Regions from separate parts of the Bos taurus genome. Here regions 2 and 3 are each linked to region 1. The links are chromatin contacts, called in public Hi-C maps. All regions are on one chromosome and are shown on one strand. Each heading gives the region's core, a stretch centred on a gene start, on an enhancer-like site or on the middle of the called end of the contact. The rest is flanking DNA. Distances are from core to core; before and after follow the strand shown. Region 1 holds the start of AVL9 (AVL9 cell migration associated). Region 2 holds the start of NT5C3A (5'-nucleotidase, cytosolic IIIA). Region 3 holds the start of FKBP9 (FKBP prolyl isomerase 9).

The links. Hi-C and Micro-C count contacts between places; a contact is called where the count stands out from the background.
Region 2: a contact with region 1 is called in a Hi-C map of blood, with 2.9 times the contacts expected there. The contact joins the promoter of NT5C3A here to the promoter of AVL9 in region 1.
Region 3: a Hi-C map of skeletal muscle shows a contact between it and region 1, with 3 times the contacts expected there. The contact joins the promoter of FKBP9 here to the promoter of AVL9 in region 1. A contact is called at or near these places in 2 of 11 Hi-C or Micro-C datasets (liver and skeletal muscle).

The regions. Positions count from the first base shown.
Region 1 is chr4:64,007,902-64,011,992 of ARS-UCD2.0, forward strand. AVL9 (AVL9 cell migration associated) reads right to left here and starts at 2,318. Exons shown (of 16, transcript XM_059885886.1): 1 at 2,011-2,318. The coding sequence starts at 2,100.
Region 2 is chr4:63,786,447-63,790,537 of ARS-UCD2.0, forward strand. NT5C3A (5'-nucleotidase, cytosolic IIIA) reads left to right here and starts at 1,824. Exons shown (of 10, transcript NM_001037597.1): 1 at 1,824-1,900.
Region 3 is chr4:63,852,656-63,856,746 of ARS-UCD2.0, forward strand. FKBP9 (FKBP prolyl isomerase 9) reads right to left here and starts at 1,918. Exons shown (of 10, transcript NM_001046372.2): 1 at 1,562-1,918. The coding sequence starts at 1,794. LOC132345104 (a long non-coding RNA gene) reads left to right here and starts at 2,113. Exons shown (of 4, transcript XR_009494236.1): 1 at 2,113-4,091.

The DNA.
Region 1 (4,091 bases), core at 1,068-3,567:
TGGAGAAGGAAATGGCAACCCACTCCAGTGTTCTTGCCTGGAGAATCCCAGGGACAGGGGAGCCTGGTGGGCTGCCCTCTATGGGGTCGCACAGAGTCGGACACGACTGAAGTGACTTAGCAGCAGCAGCAATCCCTAATTAGTATATATTTTTCATACAATAAATCATTTTTCCTTACTGGAAACATAAATTATATTACTTCTACCAATAAAACAGAGAGAACACATAATAATCTTGACTTTAGATGACAAAAATGATTAAAAGATTTTATTCTATTCCCTACGAATATTTTCTTCTTTTTTGTCATTAAAAATTTCGTTTGGTTGTGAACGGGACCCACTCCTTACTTTTTCATACAGACTCCTACATGCCATGTGGCTCAGCTGAATGAACACACGTGGTGCCAAGGCAATTCTAAGCCTGACTCCAGCATAACCGTGGCAAGATCAGTTACTTCCTCCAAGTTTCAGTTTCTTCACCCATATCTGAGGTAAGCGGTGTTCATCATCCTTAGATTTTTAATACTATAAAACTTCATCTCTTTGATGTTAGTTGTCATACAACTAGATGAAGTTTTAAAGTATTAAAAGTCTAAGGATGATGAACACTGTTTACAGGCTTCCTAGGTAGCCCAGTGGTAAAGAACTCACCTGCCATGCAGGAAACGTGGACTCTACCCCTGGCTCGGGAAGATCCCTTGGGTAGGAAATGGCAACCCACTCCAGTTATTCTTGCCTAGAGAATCCCATGGACAGAGAAGCCTGGCAGGGCTACAATCCATGGGGTTGAAAAGAGTCAGACACGACTGAGCATAAAGGCACTACTTACATGCCATAGTACAATTATCTCAAATATTTATTTTCTTACCTCCAAATATAAGGCCACATTTAAAAACCATATATATTCCACTGCTGTTGCTTGGAATTTTCTAATACTACCCTGAACAATGTCACTTCCTCCTTGGTAACTATGTCATTTTTACTTGAAGGATGAGGAATATATTTTTAAGTGAAGCTGTCTTTAAAACACATACATACACAACTACTTTCATTCCATCATTTTTCTGTCATTATCCTCTAATGAACTGAAATTTTGCCAATCAGTCTTTTAAAATATTACATTTTCTTTGAAATGCTACATTACCTAGCGGTAGCAATCAGCATTTTTATTACTTTAAGCATTTCAATTTACTGTTCACTAGCACATTATGACATCATTGCCTTCCAGTTCTGCGCTCATTAAATAATCCTCTACCTTTGTTCCCCTGCCTTCGATACATAGATTGCAGATGTCCTATTGTTCCCGTTCACCATTTCAGTGAAGAAGCTTAAAAATGACTTAATATTTGCACGTTTCTTTGCTCAGTAAATAACACTTCCCCTCACTGCAACTGAACTGGAGAGTCTACCTCTCATCAAAAGGGAAGATCTGGACAAGACTAAAAAGGAACTCGAAGGCCGAATGGGAAGGGGGGCGGAGTCAGTACATCAGCCCAACAGGGGTTCCAGGGCTTTCACAGATAAACAAAGGAAGTTGATTTTCCCACGGTGCCGCATGTGCTTCGACCATCCTAAGGTACTCGTGCGGAAGCCCAGAGCTCATTACCTTGAAAACGCAGCCCAAGTGCTGATTTTTTTTTTCTAAGGGAATCCCACTAAAAGCAGACAACCAGAAAGTCAACGGAGACCGAGATGGATGAGGAAGAGAGTGGGCCGACCATCGATTCCTTCCTCTGACTCCACAGAAGAACCTAAATATCTACCAACCCCAACATACCGACACATAGCTCCTCCGCTGCTCAAGATACAATTTTCAGGGGGAGGGGAAAACAGGGAGCGTGCGGGGTGGGCTTCAGGTAAGGTGAGTGCGAGGATCAGGAGAGAGGAGTCAAGTTCAGGGGCGGAGGGCCGAGGGCACTGGAAGATGGTCTGAGCCGAGCGGAACGGCGTGGGTGTCGGCGGCGCGCGAACGCCAGAACAGCCAGGGGCGGGCACAGGCCCCTTCCTCACCTGGCAGCCCTTCTTGTGATGAAAGCCGACCACTACGATGTGCAGGACGGGCCCCCGTGGGGGGCCATCGCCGCCCCGCCTGATCTCCATGGACGACCGCCGCGGGCCCGCACAACGATGACTTCAGCCGCCGAGGGCGGCAAGCTCGGCGACCCCGCGATCCCCAGGAGGACGGCGAGAGGTGGATTTCAGGTGTCAGCGAGGGAGCCGCATGAGAGCCGCGAAGGGGGCCGGGAAGAGGCCGAGGATCCTGCAGCTCTGCACCGCCCCCCCGGGCCGCGGCCGCGCTTCCCTCATCCGCTTCCGCTGTTTCCGGGCTGTCACCTGATGCCGGGGCCGCCGCGGGCGAGGCGGGACTGGGAAGGACCGGGAGGGACCTGAGAGGGCTGGGCCTGATGGCGGGGCGGGGCCTGGGGAGCGGGGCGGGGCGGGGGCGCTAGGTGGGCGGGGCTGAGGGCGGGGCCTGGTGGGGCCTCTGGGCACACCTGTCCCCAGTTCACCCCCCCGCTCTGTGCTACCTTCTCCCCCTTCCTCCTCTGTCCTTGCTTTTTCCTCCTTAACATCTCCGCCCCTACCCATCTCTTCCGTCAGTTTTTTCCTACCTTTTTCCCCCTTCATTTTCTGTGTATCCAATTCTTCCACCTCCTTCCCTTCGCCTCTCTGACCTGGAGCCTTTATCCTTAAATTTTGGTAACATGGAGACATATCGGTGCACCTCTACATCTGTGTATTCAGCCTTTAAGTTACTTGCTTACCCACAGTTGCTCTTTTGCTTCGTTCTGTGTTTTTTCCTTATTTAAATATTATGTATAGGAGTTTGGAAGCGTTTTAAGGCCTCGTGCAGAATATCCTTGAAAATAAAGTAAATTTACAGGGAGACCTGTAAAAATGATTATTCTAGTCCTGATATTTTATTTTTTACTTTGTTGTGAAAGCGTTGGTTGCTCAGTCGTGTCAGACTCTTTGCGACACCATAGACTGTAGCCGGCCAGGCTCCTCTGTCCATGAAATTATCCAGGCAATACTGGAGTGGGTAGCTGTTCCCTTCTCCCGGTGATCTTCTCGACCCAGGGATTGAACCCAGGTCTCCTGCATTGTAGGCAGATTCTTAACTGTCTGAGCCACCAGGAAAGGCCAATTTAGTCCTGCTATTAAAAAAAAAAATTTTTTTTTCATTCTATCTTTCTGGGTTTAGTACTCTAATCAGCACAAAATACATGGAGTCAGTTATCATCAGAGGTTTTTATTTCCTTACTGATTGTACTAGTTGAATTAAAAAAGAAACTGAATCTCATTTTATGTCAATTTAAAGTGAATAGTGGAAATACTAGCAGATTTAACAAATCTTGTCCAGGGCAGTTTGAAGGTAGGTGCCTGCTTCAAATAGCATTCACAATCATTGCAATAACTAGTTGTGAAGTTTATCATTACAAGTTGCCCATCTCTTAGTTTAGACAACCTTAATAGTTGATGTTTTCCACTCTGGCCTTAAAATTTAAGGACCTACATTCTAATCTAAGTATGGCTGGGAAAAACTGTATAATGGCAGCTCAGATGGTAAAGAATCTGCCTGCAATGCAGAAGACCTGGGTTCAGTCCCTGGATAGGGACCATACACTGTAGAAGGGAATGGCTACCCCCTCCAATATTCTTGTCTGGAGAATTCCATGGATAGAGGAGCCTTGAAGACTATTAACATTGGTGAGGTCTCCAAAGAGTTGGACAGGACTGAGTGACTTTAACTTCCATTTTCTTCTTATTAATAGAACATAGTTTCTGTGATTCAGTAGAATTGTTTTAATGCTAATAATACTGTAGAAAAACTTCAAGTTGTTGCTACTATTTCTTTCTGTATTACAAAATTTTTGGCACTGACTCAGAACTGTGTGTGAAACTATAACATTCCCTGTATACAGAATATGTTACTCTTTTCTTCCATCTGCTTTGACATTTTCCACAATTAGCCTAGCTAAAATTGAAGTGAGATTGAACATTTTTTTAAAAAAGATGAAAGGTCAGGGCATCTTAGAACTCTATATCTATAATGAATGCCAACTGTTTACTTCATTGTGCAGGAGACC
Region 2 (4,091 bases), core at 574-3,073, 220 kb before region 1:
AATTCCCCTCCTAAAAGGTTGTGGAACTCCAACTCCATCATTTTTTGTTGTTTTCCTTGGAGATGAAGAAGGAAATGGCAACCCACTCCAGTATACTTGCCTAGAAAATCCCATGGATGGAGGAGCCTGGTGGGCTACAGTCCATGGGGTCGCAAAGAGTCGGACACGACTGAGTGACTTCACTTTCACTTTGGAGATGATGCGTTTGGAGTGATCTTTTAAAAAGGTATCTTTAAAATTCTTGTCAGTGCTAAGCATTTTAATATATTAGAGGACAGTTTAGTCAACACATTCATACATAGAACAGAGGTGTTTTCAGAATGGATCACCTAGCTGCCCTTAGGCCTCCATTGTTGTTGTTGAGCCGCTTAAGTGTCTGACTCCTGCAACCACTTGGACTGTAGCCCACCAGGCTCCCCTGTCCATGGGATTTCCCAGACAAGAATACTGGCGTGGGTTGCCATTTCCTTCTCCAGGGGATCTTCCCAACCCAGGGATCAAACCTGTGTCTCCTGCATTGACAGGTGGGTTCTCTACCACTGAGCCACCAGGGAAGTCCTGAGCCTCCATTACTAGAATATAAAAGATTATCCTCTAAGAGGAATATTATGTTGTCAATCTTCTCATCTTATTAAAATAAGATAGTAATGCCAAATTTTTAACATTTGGTAGATATCAAGTTTGGGTAATTTGTTAGTGGCCTTTTTTAAAAAACAACTTTTAAAATTTTTTGTATCATTTGTAGTACAGAGTGCTGCTTCACAAAGTTTGATTACTGAAATGTTATGTTGGTTCAGGTTCCTTTGAGTATAGATGTGAAAAGGCTAGTATACAAACTTATTTACATGAGTGTAGCATAGCCCTGTTCCTAATGATAAAGCTTCCCAGAGCCAGTAACATAACTTATCTATTAGGCCCTGCCACATGGTATTAGCATATTTAATCCTACGACTCAGGTTAAAAACAAGACTGATTTCTCTTTAAAGGTTAAAAATATTTATCTTCACAACGGTTTGCTTTCATTTCCAGCAGGAAAGGAGCTTTTTCAATTTCTTAACCATAAAAATTAATTTTCATTCTGTTCAGATTTTTTAGTAGATCTGTGCATGGTCTTGTTGAAATTTACAGTGTAGGAAAATATGGAGAAAAACATAAAAATCACTTTAAATCCCACTACCCTGCAATGAAGATTGTTAACAACTTAGCACACTTTAATGCAAATATTCTTTTTCACATGTCTTACACGAGCTAATCGTTTTAAAACTGTAAAATACACATGACAGAGTTTACCCTTTTAACTGTTTTTAAGTGTACAGTTCAGCAGCATTAAGTGTATTGACATTGTTATGAAACCACCACCACTGCTGCCGTCCATCTCCAGAACACTTTCCGTCTTCCAAATTGAAACTCTGTACCTGTTGAGCAATAGCTCCCTGCTCTCCCCTCCCCCAGCCCTGGCAAACAGGACCTGATCTTTTTCACTTTGTATTAAAATATAATATTCGTACAGAGAAGTACACATACTACAAGTGCGCCGACAATTGAATCACACGATGAGGAAGAGGGTGTTTTCAAGTCTTAAAACTATTGAGGTTCCTCTTTTCTTTGCAGAGCAAGTTGGCGGTGCTCTAATAGTACAAATTTACCTTCTCTTTCTTAACTGCCGCATTATTTTATTTGATCCTGTTCTGTAGACTGGTGACTAGTGCAGAGCTAGCAAGCCTGTCACCCAGAGCATAATAAAGCACTGTGTAGTAATGCGTCACAAGACTGATTTTGCATAGAGCATATTAGCCAAGGCTTCTGGGACCGCCCTCAGCTGCACCTTGTGCTATATTAGTACTCCTCAGACAGGAAGAATTTTCTTTTGCTGCTGTAGCTTGTCCGGTTACTTTACAGGGTAAGTGTCTACAGTTCATATAAACAGTGAGTTTCTCTTGTTGAACTTCATCTGATTCTTAACTTGATTCTGTATCTTGTTGAAATTTTAGGCATTTAAAAATCCAAATTAAATTAAAATAGAACGATCCTGTGTAACACAAAACTTTTTTATAGTTTGCAAAGATGTGAATATGGAGAACTTTGCAGTGTCTTGGGTCTCAGAAATTCTAATTTGTAGGATCTAATTTTAAGAACATCTTGTTTCACGCATTGATATTAAGAAAAAGCCATGTACCCTCAGAAATCTCTTCAGGGGGAAGAAAAAATCTAATTTTGTTGTTCATTTAGTTGTTGTGTGACTCAGTTTTGCTGATAGCCACGTGATTTGTGTACCTAGGATTAGGAATTTTTTATTATTGCTAATAATAAAGATAATTAATTTTTATTTTGTGCCTATAAGCTTTAACCAGGATATCATGGAATGGCTTTATATTAGTTATGTTTTATAAATTGATAAAAGCTGGATTACTGTCTGTAAGGATTAAAACATACTGTATGATGAAAATTAAGATTCAAACATATACATTACCATCGATTCAAACATATGTATTACTATAAGAGCCTAGAATGTTGTGGTTAACTGAGATTTAAATAATTGAATTGCCTTATCTTTTATGTTAGCTAATGCAGCAGACCACTTCTTAAAGGTGGTTTACTTGGTTTTTATTGGCAGTCTGTGTCCAAGCCCTGCATCCCCGGATATTGTTTACTACCTATGCCTTTGTTGTAGGACAAACTCAAGGACAGAATAACTCAAGAGTTTTCTGAGGGTAATCAGTATAAATTATCTATTTTCCCTGTGCCTTGGTTTTCTTATCTTGAAAAACACGATTAGGTAGTAGGGCAGAGGAGGTGTGGAGGATAGATGAATAAACTCTAAGCTCTGAAATTGGGTATTTTCATAAGTATCTATAATATTCTGAGAAGCCACGTTTTGCTATTTAAGAAAATTGGTATAAATTTCCAATTTTTAAATAGCTAAGCTTTGAAATCTGTTTTCTTCTACCTTCTTTTACTCTCCCACCTTTTGCTATTCAGTTTCATTTTTGTTTTATGTTTGTATCAAGAGACAGTTTCACTTTCCAGTTGGTACTTTTTGTTGTTGCTATTTTTTTACTGCTGCCTTGAAAATCTAATTAGGGAGAATTCTTTAAATGCCCCCCAAGAAACTGATTTTATAATGTTTTATAAATAATGAATTTATAGTTCGATTTTCCATGTGCTGATCACCCTAAGTGTCATTATTAAAAACCCACGCTTAGGACAAGTGATGTATGTTGCCAGAGATATGCAGTAAGATTTTTAGGACTATTACTGATACCCTGTCATATTGTAGTAATACATACCTTTTCTTATATAAGTAGTATACAGTTTATCATTCAAAATTTCATTACTTTATTGTATAGTTTAAATGTTTCTGAAAGTAGCAAACTTAAAGCAGAAATCACAGCTTTTTAAGCTAATAATATCAATAAATTTTAATATTTTTTCACTTTCCTATAAGACAGTCAAGAGGGGCTTTAAAAGTATTCAATTTACATTCAGATACTTTAAAACTGTATAAAGGCAAGTCAGATTTTTCACTTGATATAGACATTTTCACTCATTGATTTATAAATAACTTCAAAGGGTAAAGATAATCATCTCAGAATGAAATACCACAATACCTAAAACTTGTCAGTTCTCAAGTTTATGCTATTCAAGTGAAGTTCTTACCTCTCGCTTCAGTCTTTAGCCTTGTCCTACATATTCCTTGTAACGAACACTGTTACAGTAGAGACTTTAAACTCATAGCAAAAGAACACAAAGTAATTATTTTTCCAGTTTCCACATTTTCCAGTCCACATTTAAAGATTCCAAATACTTTGAAACTTCAAAACTTTCTTTGGAGTTCATAGTTCAAGGGTAATATTTTCTATTTTTGAACAAGTCTTCTGCGCTCGATTTGTTTTTTTTCAGCAACTCTTCTCTTGAAGCATCTGCAACAGATGACTGCTGGCAAAGTAAGCCAGAACTTTATATACCAAGTATAGGTTTACAAGCCTATTGGTTTAAAAATACTCTGCCCTCATTTTCAGTGTCGTCCTTAGAATACTGCCAGAATGCTGACATTTATACCTTAGTCTGTACACTTCTGTAATGATAGTGAT
Region 3 (4,091 bases), core at 668-3,167, 160 kb before region 1:
CCACACAAAACCTAGTATGTGAATGTTCATAACATTATTATTCATAATAACCAAAAAGTGTAAATAACTCAAAAGCCCATCAGCTAATAGATAAAATATGATATGGAATATTATACAGCCATAAATAGCAATAAAGAGCTGATACATGCTACAGCATAAATGAACCGACCTTATGTGAAAGAAACCAAACCCAAAGGCTGCAAATGGCAAGATTCCATAAAAAGAAAGAAGATTAGTGGTTACCTAGACCTGGAGGGGAAGAGAGTGATTGCTGATGGCTTTCTTTTTTTGGAGTGTGGAAAATATTCTAGAATTAGAGAGTTGTGACGATTTTCACAACTCTGTGAATATACTAAAAAAAAAAATTGAATCATACACTTTAAATGGGTGAATTGTATGGAAAGTAAATTATATCTCAATAAACCTGTATTAAAAAGAAGCAACTGAAACAATATGAGAATGAATATTTCTCAGTGCTTGCTATGTGCTACATCAAATACTAACCAGCTTTTGTATATACACTCACTGGAATTTTTTAAAAGGCAAGACTAAGAGTACCTTTTAAAAGATAACCTCACGAATGAGCTTAGCCCCGCCTCAAGCACAAAGCAGATACTAACAAATTGTTCTCTTTACTTAGCCTGGTGATTCACGAAGAGAAGTGTGGACACAGACCTAGGACCGTAACAAAGTCTGGGGAAGGAGAGCAGCTTGGAGCTGGAGAAGGGGCCTGTTAACCCTAATGCTAAACTGGGGAAGCTGGGAGAGGTGCTGTGATCTCGCTGTGGACACCAGCCATGGGGCAAAGCTGAGTGACTTGCTCTGGACGACCTCCTGCCTAGTGAGTTTTTCTTAAGGCCATAAGGGGAGGGCGGTAGTTAATGGGCACAAATCCTGGACTTGGATTATTCGGGTTTCAAAACGATCTCGCTTAAACAAGTTTCTCAGCCTCCATGGACTCAAGTTATCTCACTGGCAAAATAAGGGTAATGATAATACCTACACAGAAAACTGTAGTTAAGAATTAAATAAATTCGTTATATGGAAACCACTGAGAACTACCCTGTAACAACTGTAACAATCCATAAATGTTAGCGGCTGTCGCCACCTCCATCATCATCATCATCGAGAGGCATGAATGACTTGACACTCAAGGGCCTTGCCGGAAGGAACAGTCAAGGGAGACAGACAGGCGGACACTAACATTTACTCTAGGGGGTCGGCTAGGGGGCTAGCTCTTTACGAAGATTTCGCGCGTGTTACTGCGCAGGGCGGAGGAGTGGGTGGTCTGCGCCAACCCCGCTGCGCAAGTTCCCAGGAGGATTCCAGCCCACCAGGCGAGCAAAAGGGCCGGCAGGCTCCAGGGCCCCCGCAGCCCCCAGGCTGAAGGGATGAAGGGTCGGGGAAGCTTTGGGGTGAGAATAGGGAAAGGGAGGAGCGGGGGTTCGAGGGGCGGAGCTGGGGGAGGTCCGTCGGGAGGGAAAGGCCTGTCCGGAGACCGGGAAGCGGGAAAACGGGCGCTGCAGCCTCAGAGGTCCGGCTGGCGCGCGGGGCGCGGTACCTGGAGTCGAACTTTTGGCCGTCGGGGAACGTCCCCACGTAGTGGTAGCGCACGAAGTCGCCGCTGCGCACGGTGCGCGGACACTCCTCGGGCACGAAGCGCCGCTCGATCTGCAGCTCCGAGTCCGAACCCAGTCCCAGGCCCGCCACAGGGGCCGCCTGCCCGGTCACCCAGAGAAGCAGCAGGAGCAGCGGCGGCGGCGGGGGCCGCCAACTCCGGGCCCTGATAGCCATCGGGGGCGAGGAGAGGAGGGGGCGCGGCGGGGAGCCGCGAGGGCGCACGGAGCTCGGGCGGCGCGGTTCGGGCCTGGATGTGCGGCGGCCTTTGCAAACGTGGAAAAGACTCCCGGCTCTCCCCGGGCGGCAACAGCCACCCCTCTCTCCCGCCCCCCGGCCCCCGGCCCCCGCCCCCCGGCCACATCCGAGGGAGGGGAGGAGCCGCGGCCGCGCGCCAGGCCAGCCCTGCTGCGCCCTGCGCCGCCCGAGCGGGTCCGGTCCAGTGAGCTGGCCAGCCCGGGGAAGAGGCGGGCCTTCTGGAAGTTCAAAGGGACCAGTCCCCGAGAGAGAAATCAAGAACTCTTTGGGATTGGGCTGCGATCTACAGTTAGAAGAGACTTTTCTGGCCCAGGCAAACCCGCGGATCTCTGCCTACCCCTAGAGACTCCGGATTTAGGGCCCCTAGAGGCTCCTACGTGGCCGCGGATCCAGTTACCCTTTGCTGATTTGGGAAGGGAGGAAAACTTTTTTTAAAGAAACTTAGTTTCAGGGCTGGATTCTACGTTGAAACAGACTGAAGCCATCTTCGAGATTTCTTTCCCCAGGATTTTCTTTTAATACTTGGAGAAAGGGGAGACTCCATGACAGTTGCTCAGACAAACGTTTTAAGATGTTGTGAGTGATAATTACTAGCAAACATCCCACATGGTCCCACCCCTGTGACTAAGCTAGTTAAGACTTCACATTACAGACCCAGATTCTGTGGGAAAATTTACTAGAGTAGTTAAATGCATTCTTAGTTTTGAATTGTTTGTTCTTATTTATTGAAACTTGGACTAATGAAAGCAAATCACCAAAGGTTTGTCAACTTGTTTGGGAAGCAAACAATCCCAATACCAAAACCTGGCAAAGATAGCAAGGGGGAGAAAAGCTGGTTACCCACCTAATCTCTAACTAGAAATGCAAAAATGCTAACAAATGGTGAGTAGATTGAATCCACCTTATTAAAGGGGAAAAAAAAAATGTGGACTATCTAGGTGACCTGCAAATTAAGTCAGTGTCCTCTGTAAGATGAAGATAAAATGTGATAATTTTTTAAAATTATAATTATTAGAGCATTATAGATTTTATTAGATCCAGGATCTAATGAGAAGCTACATGTAGCACTAAAGAAACGTCCATTATTCCTAACAGAGCTTATTTTATTGAAATAGAAAACCTGCTAATACAATTCAACCACTGGTAAGTTGAATTTGTGGTGATGACTTGCTTATTTCTATGTACTTTTCATTAGTTCTTTATGCTTTTTAATCACTCTGCCAGGTTTTACACAGAAACAAACCAAAAAGTCAGCCTGGTTCCAGTCAGGAATCTTGCACTCCCTTGACTGTGGGCAACACATGGCACCTAGCTGGGCCTCAGTTTCTTCATCTGCAAAATGAAGGGGTTGATTTCTAAGATTTCCAATCCTAAAATTCTGTGATCCTGTAAGAGAGGAGACACTCCAGCATGGAAAAGAAGACAGACACAGTCAGGCAGTGATTGCCACTTCCACTTTGCCTTGTAGTGCTTCCCAGTGGCTTGATTTCTAGTCATTCCTTTTATTTTATTTATTTATTTATTGGCCATGTTGCACAGCCAGGGATTGACCTTGGGCCCACAGCAGTGAAAGCAGTGTCCCCAACCACTGAACCACCAGGGAATTCCCTTGCTTTTCCTTTTTAAATGTTAATTATCGATCAAACAGTATGTGTGCTCTACAATGTCTCTTTAAATCCTAACCAACATTCTTTGAATTGGATTTCTGTAGCAATCTACCAAAGAGAAAATTTACCTCTTGGCATTACTGATAACATCAACCTAAGAACTGATAAAGTCAAGCTGAAATTTAAAAAAAGAAAAAAGATTTCCATTAAACTTCTGGGGGTGACATTGTGAGAACTGGCCAAGTTTAAAAACTGAATCCAGTCAAGAAGAGTCAACAGTAGACTAAAAGCTCAGAAAGGTAAAGATAGGGGGAAGAGGTAGGTTGGTGAGAGACAGGAACCAGAAAGAAGGGAAAGGTACTGGAACTTTTTAAAAGGGTGGGGGGAGAACTCTTTCCCGTTACTGCTGGCTCTCCCAGATGCAGGGCCCTCTTTATGCTCCCAGACAGCTCACCGTCTTGAGATTTGCCATGCTATCGAAGTCAAGGACACCTCAGAAACGGAAACGAAAGCCTGTGTATGGCCGGAGGACCAAAGCGTCAAACGGCCCCCAGTTGCTGAGACAGCTCTCCCCTAACACCCCCAGCACCAGCTTAGCCTGCAGGTGGT